Regions from separate parts of the Zea mays genome. Here region 1 is linked to region 2. Evidence: chromatin contacts called from public Hi-C data. All regions are on one chromosome and are shown on one strand. Each heading gives the region's core, a stretch centred on a gene start, on an enhancer-like site or on the middle of the called end of the contact. The rest is flanking DNA. Distances are from core to core; before and after follow the strand shown. Region 1 holds the start of LOC100279916. Region 2 holds the start of LOC100274103 (mitogen-activated protein kinase organizer 1).

Region 1 (5,628 bases), core at 1,162-3,661, 520 kb before region 2:
ACCCGCGGTGGCGCGGTGCGTCGGGCGCGTGTGCGCGTGTGCCTGCAGCCAGAGCCTGGGATAGAGGATGAGAGGAGTGCGCTGGGAGCGGGGAGCCTGGGAGGAGGACTGCGCGTCTGCGCGCAGCCGCGCACTGCGGTGCTGGGGCCTGGGAGCTTGGGAGGAGCCGGAATGGAGCCTGGAGGAGGACGCCGTCGGCGGTCGGCCTGTCGGCCGCCTGGGAGCTACTGAGCTAGGGTTGTTGCCTTGCTTTGCTGGGACGGCTGGGATGGGATCAAGGACAGCCGGACTCCGGATAGGGAGTAGGCAGAAGCAGCGGCACAGCCCAGAGCCCACGGCCAACAGCGCAGCCCAATAGGCAACAGCCCACGACTAGGACCAGTTCGGGTAGAATGGGTACTTCGGGTACCGCGAGTGAATACCCGATTAGGCCCAAACTTAGTTCGGGTATTTAGTTTTGTTACCCGTTGGAATTGTTCGGGTAACGGGCATCGGGCTAAACGGGTACGGGTTCGGGTATTTTGGGTAACGGGCTTCGGGCTCGGGTTTTATGCCCAGTCCTACAATATAGCTTGGCTTCGAAGGTCCATCCTTCAGTAACTCCGGAGCAGGCCTCGACGATGACAAAGCCCTCATAGCTTATGAGATGGGTAGGGTATCTTTTCATGCCTCCGAAGAGGTACGTGTGATCAGTTTTTGCGGTGGTCTGAATCCTAGCCATCTGAGTGGACTGGAAATTGTCTGAGATGACTTAGCCAAAGCCAGCATTCGAAGCAGCGGTGGATGGGAAGCTTCGGAGGCACATAAAATTTTGGCAGCAGGTAGTTGTGGGCAGTAAATGTGATCCGCACCCACCCGCTCGGCTGTTTTATACTGAGAAATGGGTGTGAAGCGGCGTGAGACGTCGAAAAACATTCCCGCACATCACTCTCAGCATCTCCCTGTCCGTCTAACTTTCAGATCAATTGTTTTTATTGAATCGATCTATCTTCTTCATAACGGAATTCAGGAAGGTGTTTTTCGGACCTTCGGCACAAAGCCTCCCAATTTTATTTTTTACGATCTAAGTTCGTTACGAAGAAACAAACTCATCCCGCGAGGGCTACTGTTGGGGGCTTACCTTTGCCAGAGTTCTTCATTTAACCTTCACTTCGATATGAACAAGTGTGTTTCAAGTACACTTCAATCAATGGACGAAGCTGGTCTTCGGCCGAAGCAGCGTATAAAGAAGATTCACCCATGCGTGCAGATAATAAAGGTGTGTGCCGAAGTTGATAGCTTCGGCAAAAGGAGAAAGGCTTCGAACACAAGCCAGCGGAGAAGCTTTCACGCGATGAAGGCCAAGATCTGCGCAGCAAAGGAAGGTCATTTGTAAACAATGTGTGTAAAACCTTGAGGGGCATGATTGTAATTTTGTACGAAGGCGTTTCATTTTTTTTCTATAATTAGATGAACAAAGTCATGCATAAGATACCTTTTTGAGGACCATAGCTTCGGCCTTCGAAGAGCCATCATACCACCTTGTGTTAAGGAGCCGAAGGTATACTTATAAACTAATTTAATAAAAAAAAAGAAGTCGGAATAAGAATGCTAAGACAGATGAGTTCCATACAATATTTTTCATTGTCTTTTCACATCGTTTCATTTCCACTTCATTTTGAGAAACTTCGTCCTTCGCGCTAACACTTCGAACCAAAGGACGAAGGTCCAAATATTTAACTTGTGTTGCCTTGATTTTCGATACCTTCAGGGATTGAAATCAAGTACCAACGGATCCATATCTCATCAATAATGAAATATACTAAAATAGCATATTATCTTTATGTCTAGCATGATAAATTCATCGAACCCAACATAATTTTATTACAAGATCAACAATTCCATACTAAATGACAACATTATGCCATAAGATCATACAAAATATAGCACTCATAACCTAAAAGAGAGTTATTAATAACAACATACAACATTATGATAGTTATCTAATTGTTCAGTATACAATACTTAATATTTAAATGTTTAAGACGTGTAAGCTATTGAAACAAAAAGGGCATCATTCTTGCTCTTCCAATTTTATATGGAATATTTCTAATAATCTAGACACACATGACATGTGTTAGTGGATTCACGTGTGAAGAGAGAAAATACTCATAGCCACCATATCTAATGTATATAATAAAGTATCTAATAAAATACCTATAGACATAAAATTTGTTAAATATATGTTTTAATAGAGTTTTTACCCATCAAATATCGAGTTACTATTACCATCTATATTGATGCGCTATATCAAACAGCTGCTTTCAAACAACAACTTCCGAACCGTCCGGCCTTAGCAAATGACATCCGGGACCCACCAGTCCTTCTCCATACTCCCGAGTCCCGACCCAAGCAGCAGATAGAGGAATTGGATCCACGTGCACATTCACGCGCCCATCCAAAACTGATACTCCGACCCACCAAAAGCAGCGACCATTAATTTCCTCTTCCTTTTTATTAACTCCTTGGATTAAACCAATCAGCAAATTCTTGCCCGTGGAAATTAGAATTCCCCAGCAGAAATAGGTGCATCGTCGCGTTCTTTTAATCTAGTAAAATTCTTCCATTTTTTCAGTAATCCTTTCCCTTCCCCTGCATCGATCGGAGTATCGGACCAAGAACAGAGGGTAGAATCAGGTAGAAAGAAACAAGAACTGACTTAGCCAGTGGTAATTCCGGCCTCCATTTGGTGGATTTATCCAATACGATGGCAAGAGTGTCCGGTGAATCGTGACTTGTGAGTTCTTGCCCTAGGGTTTCTGATTCCCCGCCGCGAGATAAGTTGCAGAAATCGTAACACCTTTTCTTTTTGGTCTTTGCCTCAGAATTCCTGACGAATTTCTCGTGGTTTCCGTGGACAAAGCTGTGACCTTTGCGATGCAGTACAACCACCGTAGCCGCTTGCCGCCGCCGCCGCCGTTCGGCCGTGGTGGGTATCCTCGCGGCCACAAGCAGCCGTACTACGCTCCTCCTCCTCCTCCGCCGTTTCCGCCGGCGCCGCCGCCGCCGCCGCTAGAGCGCAAGTACGAGGTGCTTATGGAGGCCGGTCGCCTCGCTGCCGAGTATCTGGTTGCCCAGGGCGTGCTCCCGCCAGCCGCCCTCCAGCGTGGCGCCGGCATCTCTGGCACGTGGCTTGCTCATCCTCTTCCTCCGCCCCCGCAGCTACCACAGCAGCAGGAACCCCCCGGGTTTTATGGCCGGAGGAGGTACGAAGATGAATACAACAGTAACCCTAACGGCTGGCCTAGGCGAGCCAATGGCACTAGTAGCAGCACTAGTAGCAGAGATGATTGCAGCCGTGGCAGCTACAATGGAAGAGGGAAGAGGAAGTATGGGGAGTACAGGAGGGGGTATCTGGACTCAGGGAGAGACAGGGAGGAGAGAGGAAGGCCATTTCCGAACGGTCGGCACTACGAGGAGGATGGGGATGAAGATGGGGCACCTGGGTTTCAGAGAGAGCGCCGCGGCAATCGGGGGAATGATGAGGCGAGTACTAGTGTTACAGAGGCAGTGAGGGAGGGGACACCATTGACAGCGAAGGCTGTAGCAGGGTTATGCATGGAGGATACAACATCGAAGATTATGAGCTCTGTCAAAGATACTAGTAAGGATGCTAATGATGCATCAAAGGTGCTGGAGGAGACTGAGGAAGGTGAGGTGGAGGATGACAGTGGGACGCAAAATTCAGAAACTGAGGTGGTTAAGCAAGGGATAGACACCGATGTAAATCATGCTTCTTGTCGTGTTGTTACAGAGTCAGATCCCAAACAGTTACCATATGGTAAGATTGAAGATGAGGTTCCTGATGAGGAAGCTGGAAATGAAAAAAAAGTTATGGATGAGGCTACTTTGGATCACAACACTTCTGATGGTGAGACAAATATGGAAGTTGAGATGCATGTTGGTAAGGATAGTTTGATTGACTATTGTAACTTCACAAGAACCCCAACAAGGCCCAGGTCAGTGCGTGCACACAGAAATGCAGCATGTATCCCAGGAGAAACTGCAGTTGTTGAAACAGTTGATCTAGTTTCTTCTTGTCAAGCTTCACAGATGGTAATCGGTGATTCTGCTGAGAGATCTTTGACTAACGTCGCGTCAGAAAACAGAGAAGATAAAATTTGCCATGAAAACACTAGCTCTGGTGATGTCTGTGCTGAACCAAAAGAGTCGATGCTTCTTCAAGAAAATGGAATACCAGTTGGGACTGGAAACATGGTAGAAGAGAAGGTTGATGCACAACCACATGTGGTTGTCCAGCAATATAAGGAAGAAACTAACTTATCTCCGTTAACAGATGCCCTCAAGAAGAGCTTGATGCAGGAAACCACCTTATCTCCATTTGCAGCTTCTCACAAGGATAGCTTGACGCAAGAGGATGGCTTCATGCAAGAAGCTGATTTATCTCCGTTGACTGCTAATCACAGGGATAGCTTGATTGAAGAAACCAAATTGCTACCAACAACAGCTTTTCACAAGGTCAGCTTGATTGAGGAAACTGGCTTAACTCGGACAATATCTTATGAGAATAACTTGAAGTTACAATTTAAGGAAGGAACAAAGATCGGTGATATCGATATGCTGCCACAAGATGTGGACCTGATTGAGTTGCCCGATCAAAGGAAAATAATTGGTCATGATGTTGGTGCTGAAACTGTAATAGAAATGGAAAAGGGAAAGCTGGATCAATCTAGCTCACTAAATCTATCCGATCTTGACCTAGTTCGTGGTACAGAGGTTGCCGCTGTACACAATTGTCCAGCGTTGGTCCAGCCATCTGCAGCTGGATCTTCTGCAGAGTCAAATAATAAACAGCAAGAAGGTCCTGAAACTTTTACAGGCGCCAATGCCAGTCATACATATGATTTATGCCAGATTCCATTAGATAATAAGGATGTTCAAGTAATTGATATAGAATGTGGCACACCAGTTGAAGTTGATGGATTTGATTTGTCAAAGTCAAAGTAAGTTTCTTTGACTCCAATTATTTCCTACTCTATGCTGAAGTTTTTGTAGTGAATTTTTTTTTTGGCATCATATAGGAATTCCTGATAGTCCTGTATGCGTCTCTGGCCTTTTCCCTGTGTGTCAAGAGACCAGTGAGATATGGTTCATGACAGTGTTTATTTCGTTAGCACGCCAATATATTGTTTGTTTTCAGTGTCATGATATTTCTGCTAAAAGTTAAAATTTTTGATTCAACCAGGAATGAGATGATGTGCTCTAGCATGGATAGCATGATGGACCCCGGCCATGGAATACATACGGATATTCTTCCTGGTATTCAAGATGGATACAGCCTTGCATTTTCTGATTTTCTTGGTTCTGATATACCATGCTACCCATCAATGCAATCAGATCTTCATGCTGGAATAGGTGCCAACGACTCTGAGGTGAGGACGGGAGGCTGCTTGGTGCTTTTATGTATTTTTTTCTACTTGCAGGCAATTAGTGAAGTTCCAGGAAATAATTACTGTTTCTTTCTTGAATATCATATTCATGTATATGATTTCCCCTTCTTTCAGGGCATTGCTGTCATGGATGATCCAATATATGGGTCCCTCTCTGATATTGGTAAGTTGACGATTT
Region 2 (6,114 bases), core at 1,210-3,709:
CCCTCGACTTCATCTGATCGACCATGATGATTAATCGGATGATTTGAAAACCATGCATTCATAGTTAGTGATGCACTCCTAAGCTTGCTATGGAAATAACAAAGATGAAAACCACCACTTATGATCCTAATATCATTTATTCCTTTTCTCCGCATACAGCAGCAAGTCAATGATGCATGGGCAATGGGGCCATCATAATGTGGACTCTCAAAGTACAAGAAAATCATTTTTGGTAGTCGTGTGGACCAAAACATGAATACATGGCTCCTGATTGTTATGGCATAGGAATACAAGCATGATGGTCTTCTGGTACACAGGAATGCACCAAGTAAATATTAACATGCGATTTGTACCCAAGACAACAAGACCAAGAAAAATGATTCATTTAACTTGCCAGCTACCCAAGGGAGTACATGTTTCAATACCAAGTTAACTTAAAGCTTTCGAATGTATGTAAAAGAAACATGAAGCCAACTGGAATCTAGTACTACAATTCTCAAATCTCAAATATGTTGCTTGAGAAACATGAGGAGCCTGCAAGTGCAGGTGTAATCCATGGCACCAGCAGCAGCTTAGCACAATCTAGAACCCAGTAATTGGATATATTTGGACTATAAAAGTTCCCACGAGTGATAGTATGGCAAAGACAATAGTGTAGTGATGAATCAGAGACTAAGAGTTACGGAGAAAATTTGCTTTGATCAATCCATTCAAGATGGTAATGAGATTGACAGCTATGTCAAGATGTGGAATTTCTTCCATGGTCCAAATTGCCATCATTGATAACCATATCACCTTTCCAACCAAAGCTAAAGGGAGAGTGTGACTGCATCTTTCTATAAAGTAGAGGAGAATAATAATAAAAATAACTTCATACTAGTAATGGGATTTAATTGCTCCAAAGTGCTAGATAAAAGAGGCTTCCCTGCAAATTTGTGCCCAGGCTGAAAACAAAATACTGAGCAGCTTGTAAATAGCACTTACTTGTCTAGAAGCCGCACAGTAGAATCTAAACAGTTAGCTAAAAGGCAATTGTTGTCATTTGATAATGATACACAGTTCACAGGATGCCCTAGATTATCAACAGTCTCCCTGTTATAAGCAAGCAGGAAATAAATCAACAAACCATACAGAAACAGTTGATAGGAGTAAATGGATTAGGATTCAAAGTACTTTCTTAAAAAAAGGAGGGAAGAAGTACATGTTAGATATAATTGATACTATAATAAGGCATCACCTACCTACCCATGCGAATGTCAAATGCCCGGACAGTACCATCAACACTGCCAGCAATTATTTCTGTCTTTGTTAGGTTAACTGACATTACACTATCTTGAAAAGTATCAATTGTCTGCAACACGATAGTAGAAAGCAATTGTATAAGACTTCAAGATAAGGAAATATAACAAAACGTGATGCAGTTATGTAGTATAGGTAACAATGTAAAACCACCTGAATAGGGTCGTTGTTTTGAGACCTGCAGTCAAATGCACGCACCGTACGGTCATAACCAGCTGAGACTACAACAGCATTGTACTCATTAAACTTCACTGAATTGACCTATCGAGAGCAGAGTAAAGATGGCTGAGCAGGATGCATATCTCAAAAATTACAAAATTATCACACAGAGACTGTCTATCAATTTTTTAGCATCACCGACAGGCCTGACCATAATCACACAGTTGAACCACTGTGCAATGGCAACTGCTAAATGCAAGTGGAACTATCAGATAAAAGCACAAGAGTGCAACCACCAGAAGTATGGTTCAGAGCACTGCTTTGGATACAGTTGGTATTACAGCAATGAGAACGATACACTATTGCCCGTGGTTCAGGTAGCCCACACAATTAGCACGGGACTACTTGATTACAGTGTAGCCATCAGAAGACGGCTGAAACTCCAAAAATAAGGGGGAGGGGGCATCAATTGATCTGATGCATTACCTCGCTGTTGTGGCCGCGGAACTTGCGGATGACGCGGCCCGAGGCAACGTCCCAATAGAAGATTTGTCTGTCGGCACCGCAGGACACCAGTTTGGCGTTATCCCTGTCCAGAAACAAACCATGAAACCAATGAACAACAAGAAGCACTTGGCAAATTTTCCGTTGCCGCGTCTCCAGATCAGATGCGACGCAACGAGATGGAGAAGGGGGCGCGTGCTTGCGTGCGTGCGTACGTACGAGGAAGAGTGCACATCGCGGACCTCGCGGGCGTGGGACTTGTAGGTCTTGACCTGGGCGCCTGTGTGAGGATTCCAGAGGCGGAGAGTGCGGTCCTTGCCGCAACTCAGGCAGTAATTGCCGTCCCGGTTGAACCGCACGGCCAACACCGCTCCCTCGTGACCCGACAGCGACCGCGCCTCCGTCCGCGGCAGCTGCTGCGCGACCGTCCCCGAGGACGTCATCTGCTCTCTCTCCGCCGCCGCCGACGACGATGGATGGACGGAAGACGACGAGTTCGACGAGGTGGGCTGGTGATGTGGATTGGGCTGGCTAGATGGAATGTAGCCCGTAGCCCACGAGACAATTTGTAGCTGAATACCGCTCCTTGGTAGAAAAAAATAAGGAACAATTGGATCTATACCATTAAAAGATCCAAACTTTAGATATATACCATGGACCCCACATGTCATTGACTCATGTGGACCCACATGTAAGTGAGATAGTAATGGTATGGATCCAAAGTGGTGATCTTTTAATGGTATGGATCCAAATTTCCCAAAAAATAAATTAATACTCACTCTGTCTCAAATTAGAATTTATTTTAAAAATAATGAATTCATATAATATTTGATGTATGTGTTTTATATATGTCTAAAATTTATTATCATCTATATAAATATAGATAAAAAGATAAAAACTAAAACGAATACTATTTTGAAACTGAGCGAGTATCGTTTTTGTTCTTCATCAATTTGTTAAAGTTTTTGTCCGCATAAAACTTCATTTTTTAGAAAAAAGTATAATAAATAAATATTTTTAAACACTTTCATTGATGGAATAATTTTGTTATTTGAACCAGTGTAAAAAAAGAACATGAATGGCCATCAATAACTACACTTAGGGCAAGTTTGGTGACAATGTATTTAATGAGAATTTATGGAGAGGAAATCCCTTTCTATTCAAAATTTAAATAGTAAGGGATTTCCTCTCCATTGATCCTCCAATTGCTTTGTTACCAAACCAGACCTTAGCGAGACAGTTATCTTAGACTCTCTTCAACGGTCCCCGCGAGCATTCCACTCCCCTCGCTGTGGTGGCTATAGGGCACCTCTTTGCGCACATTGCTGCCCTCTTTCCCTTACTCTAGGTAGCGTTCATCGTTTCTCTCTCCTCAGATGTAGGGGAACACTGTTTATCCCCTACGGCACTGTGCTGTGGGTCCACGAGTAATTGTTAGTAGATAAAAAATTGATAGTAGATATAGAAAATGATATTTTATAGTTGTAGTGGGGTATAGGGGAAGTATTTAGGGGGGACCACTGCGGGAGATGAAAAAATAGGGGGTGAAATGTTTATGATGTGACGCAAAAAAGTGATATAGGGGGAAAAATTTAGGGGGAACCGCTGAACACAGTCTTAGTCGATGAATGAATTCGCTGTAACAGAAATGGTTGGGTCATTGGGTGCGATGTCATCTGAAGATAAAGTTGGTCTCATGCACTTGAAAACTTAAATAATACTACTTGATGAGATTACTTAAAAGCAGTTTTGATCATAAAAAGTCTAATTGGTAGATAAAATTAAACTAGTTAGTTATCTGTGTATTACCACGGTTTCTATATTCATAATATTTACAAATACCTATCGTTTATTGTTGGGTACCATAATTAGGGGTACCCCCAACACTCCTAAACTCGGCTGGTAATCACCATCAACACAAGTTGCAGAGACTGACGGGCGCAATTCAGGTCAAGGCTCCGTCTACTCAAGGGACGTGATCTCGCCTCGCCCGAGCATAGCCTCGGGCAGTAACAGTAGTCCCAGGCGAATTCATGCCTCGCCCGAGGGCCTCCTCAAGCAACGGGCGCACCCTCGACTCGCCCGAGGCCCAGCTCGGGCAAGCTTCGCAGTGAAGCAACCTTGGCCAGATCGCCTCGCCAACCGACCGTATCGCAGGAGCATTCAATGCAAGGATCGCCTGACACCTTATCCTGACGCACGTTCCTCAGTCGGCAGGGCCGAAGTGACCGCAGTCACTTCGCCCTTCCACTGACCGACCTGACAGGAAAACAGCGTCGCCTGCCCCGCTCCGACTGCTGTGCCACCCGCTAGGGTGAGGCTGACAACAGCTAAGTCTAGCCTCAGGCGCAACAGGAAGCTCCGCCTCGCCCGACCTTGGGCCTCGGCCTCAGAAGGAGGTCTCCGCCTCGCCCGACCTCAGGGCTCGGCCCCCGCCTCGGCCTCGGAAGGTGGTCTCCGCCTCGCCCGACCCCAGGGCTCGGCCTCAACCTCGGCCTCGGAGGATGGTCTCCGCCTCGCCCGACCCCAGGGCTCGGCCTCAACCTCGACCTCAGAAGGAATCGCGTCCTCACCCCACCTCAGCCTCGGCCTCAGGAGGAGTCTCCGCCTCGCCCGACCTTGGGCTCGGACCGACCACGCCACAGGGGGGACATCATTACCCTACCCCTAGCTAGCTCAGGCTACGGGGAACAAGACCGGCGTCCCATCTGACTTGCCCCGGTAAACAAGTAATGATGGCACCCCGCGTGCGTCCATGATGACGGCGGTTCTCAGCCCCTACGGAAGCAAGGAGACGTCAGCAAGGTCCCGGCAGCCCCGACAGTTATGCTTCTATAGGGCTTAAGTGCTCCTTTGACGGCCACGACACCGCATGCACAGGGCTCTAGCACCTCTCCGACAACCACGTTGGCATGTACATAGGGCTCTGGCTCCTCTCTGTCGGACGCGTAAGCATATTGCTACACCCCCATTGTACACCTAGACCCTCTCCTTGCATCTATAAAAGGAAGGTCCAGGGCCCTCATACGAGAGGGTGGTCGCGCGGGAGGACGGGCCGACGAACAGGCTCGCGCACTCTCTCTCTCTCTCCCTCGCGAACACTTGTAACCCCTACTGCAAGCGCATCCGCCCTGGGCGCAGGATAACACGAGCCGCGGTTCTCCCCCTTGTGTTCCATCTCACGCCGACCCATCTGGGCTGGGACATGCAGCGACAATTTTTACTCGTCGGTCCAGGGACCCCCTGGGGTCGAAACGCCGACAGTTGGCGCGCCAGGTAGGGGACTGGTGCGTGTTGACGAATAACTTCCCGTCGAGCTCCAGATGGGTAGTCCCCAGCAACCTCTTCAGCCCGGGACGCTGCTCCGTTTCGGGAGTCTCGAGTTCATGTCCCTCGACGGTAGCTACGATATGGTACTCCTTCCTCCACAGCGTGACAGCGACAACGGCGGCCGTCAGCCCGCCCAGCGGCGGCAGACTCGACGTAGTCTTCCTCCCGTGGCGGAAGAGCAGCATCTGGGTCTGTGTCACACCCGGTTTTAGAAGGCAAACCGAATGCGAACCATGTACGTGCCAGGATCAGTTATTCACGTACACAGCAGTTACATAACATGGACATCATCACACAGTGCTCAAAATAGTATTAAGAAGGGAAATAGTCGATTATATCACACGTCTGAGACGTCCATATAGTCCTTACAATAAATCAAAGTGCGGAAAAGAAACGTAGATAACCGCGGCCTTCACAGGCAACCGACTGGGGGTTGCCGCTAACCCACACCTAGAACTCGTCGTAGTCTTGGAACTCCTGGAAATCTCCTTCCACAGCTTCATCTTCGCCTGAGCAGTGGTTGCAATGCTGACAACCTGGGGATGGGGGGGTTTGGTGTGTAGAGCAAGGGTGAGTACACATCAACATACTCAGCAAGTATCCTGTTTGGCTGTAGTGGACTAGCTTTATGTGGGGGATAAGTCAAGCAGTTGCTTTTAGTTGGTCAGATTATTATTTACTAGTAGAAAGCCAGGTTTTAGCATTACCCAAGTTATTAGCCCGATGTACCCTTTCCAAACGGAAAGAATACCACTTACCAGCACCATAGTCATAACCAAAACCATCGATCTCATAGCCACCTGTACCAAAGTATCTCTGATC

The links. Hi-C and Micro-C count contacts between places; a contact is called where the count stands out from the background.
Region 1: a contact with region 2 is called in a Hi-C map of ear, with 2.7 times the contacts expected there. The contact joins the promoter of LOC100279916 here to the promoter of LOC100274103 in region 2. A contact is called at or near these places in 2 of 25 Hi-C or Micro-C datasets (ear and tassel).

The regions. Positions count from the first base shown.
Region 1 is chr4:119,061,468-119,067,095 of Zm-B73-REFERENCE-NAM-5.0, reverse strand. It overlaps LOC100279916, which reads left to right and starts at 2,411. Exons shown (of 5, transcript NM_001152868.1): 1 at 2,411-2,776; 2 at 2,865-5,003; 3 at 5,246-5,432; 4 at 5,565-5,613. The coding sequence starts at 2,917.
Region 2 is chr4:118,542,914-118,549,027 of Zm-B73-REFERENCE-NAM-5.0, reverse strand. LOC100274103 (mitogen-activated protein kinase organizer 1) reads right to left here and starts at 2,459. Exons shown (of 8, transcript NM_001148482.1): 1 at 2,182-2,459; 2 at 1,945-2,047; 3 at 1,453-1,560; 4 at 1,242-1,351; 5 at 985-1,092. The coding sequence starts at 2,405.